Regions from separate parts of the Cricetulus griseus genome. Here region 2 is linked to region 1. The links are chromatin contacts, called in public Micro-C maps. All regions are on one chromosome and are shown on one strand. The core of a region is the stretch at or near the end of the contact, and the rest is flanking DNA. Distances in the headings are between cores, read along the strand shown.

Region 1 (3,545 bases), core at 874-3,373:
GTTTTAGGCCTCTACAGCCATGTGCATACAAACAAACCCTAATAACACACGTGAACACTCATACACACCACATAGCACACTCATACACTCAGAAGGGGGGAAAAGGTGTGTGGCACCACTTCTTAAGGCACATTACTTGGGGTGATCTTCTAACCTGCACACTTACTGGCACACACATGCATCCAGATGAACACATGCATGCTCACACAAAGACATACCAAAAAAAAAAAAAACACCTGAAAGTGAACAAAATGCTCTTTGTTTTGTTTTGTTTTCCAGGGTCTTTGGTATCCCAGGCTGGCCAAGGATGACTGTAAACCTCCAGCCCCTATCTCCTAAGTGTTGGGATTTCAAAAGACAACAACAAAAAGAACTAGAATTCACTACAAGTCCTATCCTTATTCCCCTCCCTCAATCATCTTCTCTGCCTGCAATTCATTATACAGCACAGGTTAGCTTTGAACATTTCAGCAATCCTCCTGCCTCCTGCCTAAATATTGGGGTTACAGGTATAAAATACCATGCCCAGAGTAGTTTCTCTAGGGAAATTCACACTAACTATTGGATAGAGAAGCACCTTCATGAAAGCATCTAATTATGTTTCAGATATTGGAATAAAACATACATTATTTAAATTAATTTTACTTTAATACTTTCTATAATAAAATCTTTATATTTCACATAGTATAAAATTTGTATTAATTAAAATAAATTATTTATTTGTGTGTGTACATTTGTGTGTGTGTTTGTATGTGTATGTGCGTGTGTGATTGTGTGTGTGTGCGTGTTTGTGTGTGTGTGTGAGCATGAATAGAAGTTAGAGAGCAGTTCTCTCCTTCCACCATTTGGGTTCAGGGGCGGAACTCAGGTGGACAGGTTTGGCAAGTGCCTTTACCCACTAAGCCGTCTGGCACATGCATCCAATTTTTAAGCTTCTCTATTTTCAAATTCTTCCCTGGAATATGTAACACAGAACGTAACTGAGCCAATTTTAATTTTTTACCAAACTTCCCAAGCACACTCTTCCTGAACAACAACGACAAAAATACTTAGGACTGGAATGGTGATGAACAGAGAAGTACTCAAGAGTTCTTTCTACTCTTCTCCTACAAACTGATTTAGACACGATTCCGGGAGACACCTTGGCCTTTGGGCCTCCGGGCTGATGTTTGGACCTAGGATGAGCCAGTGGATTGGAATACAGATATTGGGGGCAAATGTGTGTTGACAATGACAAGGAGGCAGAACTGTGAGCATAGGAGAAGATGAAATGACCCGCATGTCTCCAGGTTTTCTCAGGGCACAGGACACTGAGGAGACCTGGTAACTCTTGCTGTCCAACCAAGTGATTCTTCCAACCCTTCTGTCTTTCACCTACCTCTTACTCCTCAAGGACAAAGCTACCAGACAGGTAATTTAGGCCAACAATTTATTTGGCTGGAGCCAAATATACATGAGACTTGCCCTGACTAGGGTGAAATGGGCGTGGTGGCTCTAGGAGGTTATCCCAGTGCTAGGGGGTTGAGCCAGGGGATCACCAATTTGAGGCCAGCCTCGGCTACATAGTGTGACCTTCTCTCAAAACATATCAAGCAAAAACAAAGGGACAGTAGCTTGAGATTCCCCCTCAAAGTCCTTTGGCGCCAGGTCTGAACAGAGCAAAATGCAGTACTATACCTTCCTAATGAAGAGAAAAACTGCGCCTTCTCTCCCATAGCTGACTTAAATAAGTGACGTTCAAACACGTTCCCATATTCCCCGCTTTGCAGTTATTTCAGTATTGTTTTCTAAAACATGTATTCCAAGTCAGGCACTCAAAGTAACTTCTAACACCAGGTAGGGAGTGGAGAATCAGGCTTGCAAACACAGAGTTCCCGTTCCCAGTTCCCATCCCTCCTGAGTGCCCATCCCTGTGCCTGTTCTCTCAGCTCCCAGCCCAGTTGATGTGACAAGCTAATGGCCCAATCCCCTTCCTGGTTCCCAGGCCGCTGGTGAACACCAGCCTAGCCAATGGCTGTGGCCGCAGGGCGGAGGGGGCTGGCAGGAGGGGAGGGAGCGCTGGCTTTAGAACCACAGCTGCGGAGATTCCTAGGGCCAGAAGTTGTCTGAGTGTTTGGTGGAGAGCTGTAGAGCCAGATCCACGACTCTCGACTCTGCGACTTTATGTAAGTGCTTTGCAGCTCTGGTACAAGCGGAGCGGGTTTCCTGGGCGTGGGCAAGAGTGGGTCCTGGAGAGAGCATCTCCTGAAACCTCAGAAGGAACACGCCTTGCACCAGGGGGCGGGGGTTGGGGAAAGCGGGAGACCGAGGAAAATTTCATCTGGGGTCTGAGGCTCCAGGACGATCTTTCGCCACCAGGATGGGTGGCAGCTCCAAAGGGTTCCTTATCGCCGCCAGCTGCCTTCACTTTTTCTGCTATTTACTGTGCCTGCTCTCTAGTTGCTCTTAACTTGTTGCCCACTGCAGGCGTCCTCGGTCCGAAGCCAACCTTTACCCAGATTCCCTAAGGCAGCGACTGCCCCAGAAGTGGAAGCCCTGTGCCTAACTTCCCTCTGCCTTCCTCTCCCAGCTACTGCCATTCCCCAATCCATCCCTCCCTGCTTCCTTCTCAGCCGCTGGGAAATCCCGGAGCCCGCAGCCTACGTCGCCTCCAGCTAGTTCCCAGTCACCGCTGAGGGTGACCCAGAGGGTTCCTGAGGACCCCGTGGCTCCTTGAGGGGCGGGACGCCGAGCGGGTGTAGTGGCCCTGGGAAGGAACCTGGCCTCGGCTGGCCACCGTCTGCCTGTTCCCCTCCAGATCCTTTACCCTGAGCTTCGGGACCGTGCCCGCGTCTCCCTATGAGTAAGCAGTTTTGTGGTGTGTGTGTGTGTGTGTGTGTGTGTGTGTGTGTGTGTGTGTGTGTGTGTGTGTGTGTGTGTGTGTGTGTGTGGTGTGTGTGTGTGTGTGTGTGTGTGTGTGTGTGTGTGCGTGTGTGTGTGTGTGTGTGTGTGTGTGTGTGTGTGTGTGTGTGTGTTATCCATAGCAGAACCTCTCCAGGCTAGCCCAGAGGTACCTTTCGGTTCTCTCTCCTAGCCACACGCTGGCGGTCCGCTCCTGTCCTAACTGCTCAGGCTCTGTAACCCAGAGCTCCCGAGCTCTCCAGGCGGGCTGTGGCACTGGGGACCGCTCGGGATCCCTGGGAGGCTGAGCAAACAGGGTGGCTGGAACCCCATTCCGGGGCACAGCTGCATTTGCCTGTGTTTACTTTTCTCCACCCGCCTTACTTTAGCGACCTAATGAGAGGCCTGGGGACACAGACTACCCCCGCCCTGGCGGGTCGCCAGTCCCAAAGTTGCTGCTGCCGCTGTGCTCGTCGGTCAAGTGCTGGCGGTTCTGAATCTCCGCCTGGCTCCAGGCCCTAGCTCTAGACTGGCTGACACTTTCCATCCTGGAGACTTAATTGCTTTTCACTTGAGCTGTGTTAACTACCCCAGTGGTGCCTGACTAGCTTGAATATGAATTGGGGTGCCTAGCTATGTAGTACCAGACCTGAGGGATGCTGGCA
Region 2 (3,623 bases), core at 448-2,947, 210 kb before region 1:
ATTCCATTTCCATCAAGCCATCTTGTGGAGGATGAAGCCCTTTGGAACTCCAGGCCAACCCTTTATCAGCAGAGTACTACAGAGTGACCCTAGCTATAGTGTAGGGATCAGAGCAAACCAATTCTTAGTTCCCCGGATGATGGGCTATGATCAAAGCTTTGCTTTATTTCACTAAGTCTGGGAGGATAGCTTTCCTTGTTGTAATACAGTCACAGATGATTGGGAATGTAGTCCTTTGGAAACATGTTGAGATTTAATGGCTGTTGTTGATAGTTCGAGGTAGGACAAGGCAGTCCCTTTAAGAGGTGCTCAGGACTCTACCGCTTGCATAGATTAATTCATTCCTGGACTAATGAGTTTAGGTCTCATACTGCCTTGGAAGTCTACTAGCAAGAAGGCTGATGATACAGACCTACAGTACCCACTACCCAGGAAGCTGAGGCAGGAGGATCACAAGTTCACAGAATGCCCAGACCATTTAGCAAGTCCAACTCAAATTGAAACAAATAGTTTTTCTCTTTTGTTTTTGTTTTTTGAGACAGGCTTTCTCCCTGTAGCCCTGACTGTCCTGGAATTCACTCCATAGACCAGGCTGACCTCAGTCTCAGAGATCTGCCTGCCTCCTGAGTGCTAGGACTAAACGCATGTGCCACTACCACGCTGTTAAATTGTTTTTTCTTTAGAGAATGAAAAGAAGGACAGAAGGACAGATGAACAAATTAACCTGGATTTATAGTTCATGCCAGAGCATCTGCCTGTCATTTGCAAGACCCTAACTACAATCTACATCGTGGCATCACTAATTACAGGTGCAAAGAAGGAAGACTGTCACCAGCTATGAAGTTTCAACCTTAGACCACAACCAGCAGCCAAACTGAGCCTCCTGTCTTAACTTACCCAGTCTCTATGTTACCGTAACTATCAACAGAAAATAGGGATGGTGGTGAAACTCAGCAATGCAGCATGCATTAAGCTCTAAGCCAGATGCCCAAGGCCAACAACAACAAAATTAATAACAGAAAGTAGAGAATAACAGAACAGGAGACTAACTGGCATGCACAGATAGTCGTCGAAGCCAAATAATGACTATACCTAAGCTCATCATAGCATTCTTCCTACTTTTTCATATATGGATGCTTCTATAATAAAAGATTTGAAAACACAGAAAACTATACAAAATACTGAAATTATTAGTAGTAGCCGGTGATTATTTTCACTGTAATGGACATTTTCCAGCATTGGAGCCTCTCATTGTGAAAGGAGTGAGCTTTCCATTGAAGAGCACAACATTCAAAGTCCTTCTGGGAATCCCATTCCTCTTTTGTTCTTCTGAAGATAGTGTCTCACACTATATCCCAGGCTAGCCTGGAACTCACTATTTTGCCCTGGCTGGCCTCAAATTCTCAGAGATCCTCCTGACACTTTCCCAAAGGCTGGATTTCCAGGTGTGAACCATACACCATGCCCAGACTAGTTGTTTACTTCAAATTCCTCCCTCAGTAATTCACACACTCTAATCGTACACATTCAAGAAATGTCCCAAATACCCATTGTCCAGAAGGCAGCCTGTTGTTCCATTCCTCCATGCTACTGTCTCTTGTTTTCTCTTTTCCTCTTTTCGGGAGCATTGTCCTCATATGAGCTTCATGAATCAGCTCAGATTAACCCCCACAGGGAGCCTCTTTCTGACACATAGCAAGAGAATTTCTTCCTTCTGTTGTTAAGGCCCCTGCTCTAAACAGACTTCTGCTGAGGCATCCACACTAGTTTATTATGTTTCTGGGTGTGCCTGTCTGTTTCCCTTTACCAGACTCTGGAATCTTCAATCTCTCAAAGCTTACAGTGCAAACAGAAGAGCCAGACGACAAATAAATAAATCTGCCATTGGATTGGATTGTGATAAAGTCCCGTGAAGAGTATGATCAGGGGAGCTGGGGAGATAGTTCAGTAGGTAAGGTGCTTGGCCATTCAAACATGAGGAACAGTATTCAACTCCTAGAAACTATGCAGAAAGCCAGGGATTTTTGGTACTGGGTGCACCTGCAATGCTAGGCCTGGGAGGTGGAGAACAGAAGGTCCTGGGCATATCTTGACCAACCAGTGAGAGATTTCATCTCAAAATAATAAGGTGACGAATTATTGAGGGAGATGCCTAATGCAATTTCTGGCCTCCACACGGGCACATGTACTCAGTCACGCATAGAAACACAACACATACACAGACATAGAATCAGGAAGGAGGAAGGCTATGCTCTGGGAGAAAGAAAGAGACAATAGGTTGAGCCGGGAGGATGAGGCATTCACCTTGTTTAGCACACAGCCGGGCATATACTAGGCTGCAGTGTAAACTAAGTGAACCTTGACTCTGGAACTTCAGAAGATTCTTCTAAGGATCACAAGTGATAGCATCTGCAAAAGTGCTTTGGACCAGAGAAAGTGCAACTCAAACGCAGCTTTGTTACAGACTGTATCCTGAGAAGACAGGAGGCAGCATTCTCTCTTTCATCAGAGTCAATTTCTGCAGACAGGCAAATTGTGCCTCCACCAAGTGGATCCAGGCATACAGTCTTCTTCCTCAACACCATTTTCCCCATTCTGTTTGGATCATCAACAGCTCCTTTAATAACATCCAGGAGGGAGCAGACACATGGCTTGTGTGGGTGTAGTTTTGGATGGAGTCCTGGGGTTGGAACATAGCCAGCTGTACATTGACTTGAAGATCCAACTGGATGATTTGGGTGGGGGGGGGCGATGCTAAGAAGAGTGGAAAATTGGGGAGGTAATTATGAGTAGGAATAGTAACTCCATGTTTGCCTCTCCATCTGTTGTGATTCTATGGCCAAGTGTTTAGTTTCCTCTTTTGGGTTCCTTTACTTCCCTGACTTAAAATATTTATTTACAGTAAGGTTAGAAAAGAATTGGCATGTATTCATCAGCTACTGTGTAAAAGACAGGATGGCATGTGCTTTTACAACATGAAGGACACAATTTCAGAAGTCAGAAGGCCTAGACTAGTACCCTTCACATCATAATCCATGAATCCAAAGTATCTAGACACTTTATGTTCAACATAATACTTCTCAACTGAAATTACTATTACACAGAAATGATAGATCACCAGACTGTGTGCGCGCAGTGTGTACTTTCTATTCCCAGTTCTCCCTGTGTAAGGAGGGTGGCAGAAGGCGAATTGATATCATTCTCTGGGACCCGGGCCCATCTGTCTATGAGGGTGTAGACTACAAAACAGAAAAGATTTTCAAGCCGAGTTTCTGTGGGAAGCTGAGTTTTGAGCAGGATATTTCGGAGATGCTATGAGAGTAAAAAACAGACTCTAGAAAAATGGGCACACACATTTTGCTTAAACATGAAGAGCTAAGTTTTATTTCTATGTATGTATGTATTCACCTTTTGAGTAAGATTTCCTTTGAAATGGGGTTTGAAATACGAACTATGCTTTCTAATCATTGAAGTATCAATACTCTCTAGCTACAAAGGATACGTCCTGGGCTAGTCCTTTCAAGGCTCTGGATTTAATGCCTAGCACCTCAAAAAAGGAAAGAAAAAAAAAGGTATTTTGACATTATTATCTCATTTGCTACCCCCAAAGCTCCTAGATTTAA

What was found. Hi-C and Micro-C count contacts between places; a contact is called where the count stands out from the background.
Region 2: a contact with region 1 is called in a Micro-C map of the CHO-K1 cell line, with 4 times the contacts expected there. The contact joins the enhancer-like site here to the promoter of Pls3 in region 1. A contact is called at or near these places in 3 of 8 Hi-C or Micro-C datasets (the CHO-K1 cell line and fibroblasts).

Annotation. Positions count from the first base shown.
Region 1 is chrX:33,501,087-33,504,631 of CriGri-PICRH-1.0, reverse strand. Pls3 (plastin 3) reads left to right here and starts at 2,123. Exons shown (of 16, transcript NM_001246802.1): 1 at 2,123-2,165.
Region 2 is chrX:33,707,150-33,710,772 of CriGri-PICRH-1.0, reverse strand. No RefSeq gene overlaps it. Among named protein-coding and RNA genes, the nearest start is that of Lrch2, 160 kb to the left of the region's middle. Within about 2 kb of position 1,697, at least 1 of the 6 cell types and tissues checked has open chromatin away from gene starts, as enhancers often do. A contact at or near this core is called in the CHO-K1 cell line, where this site is marked.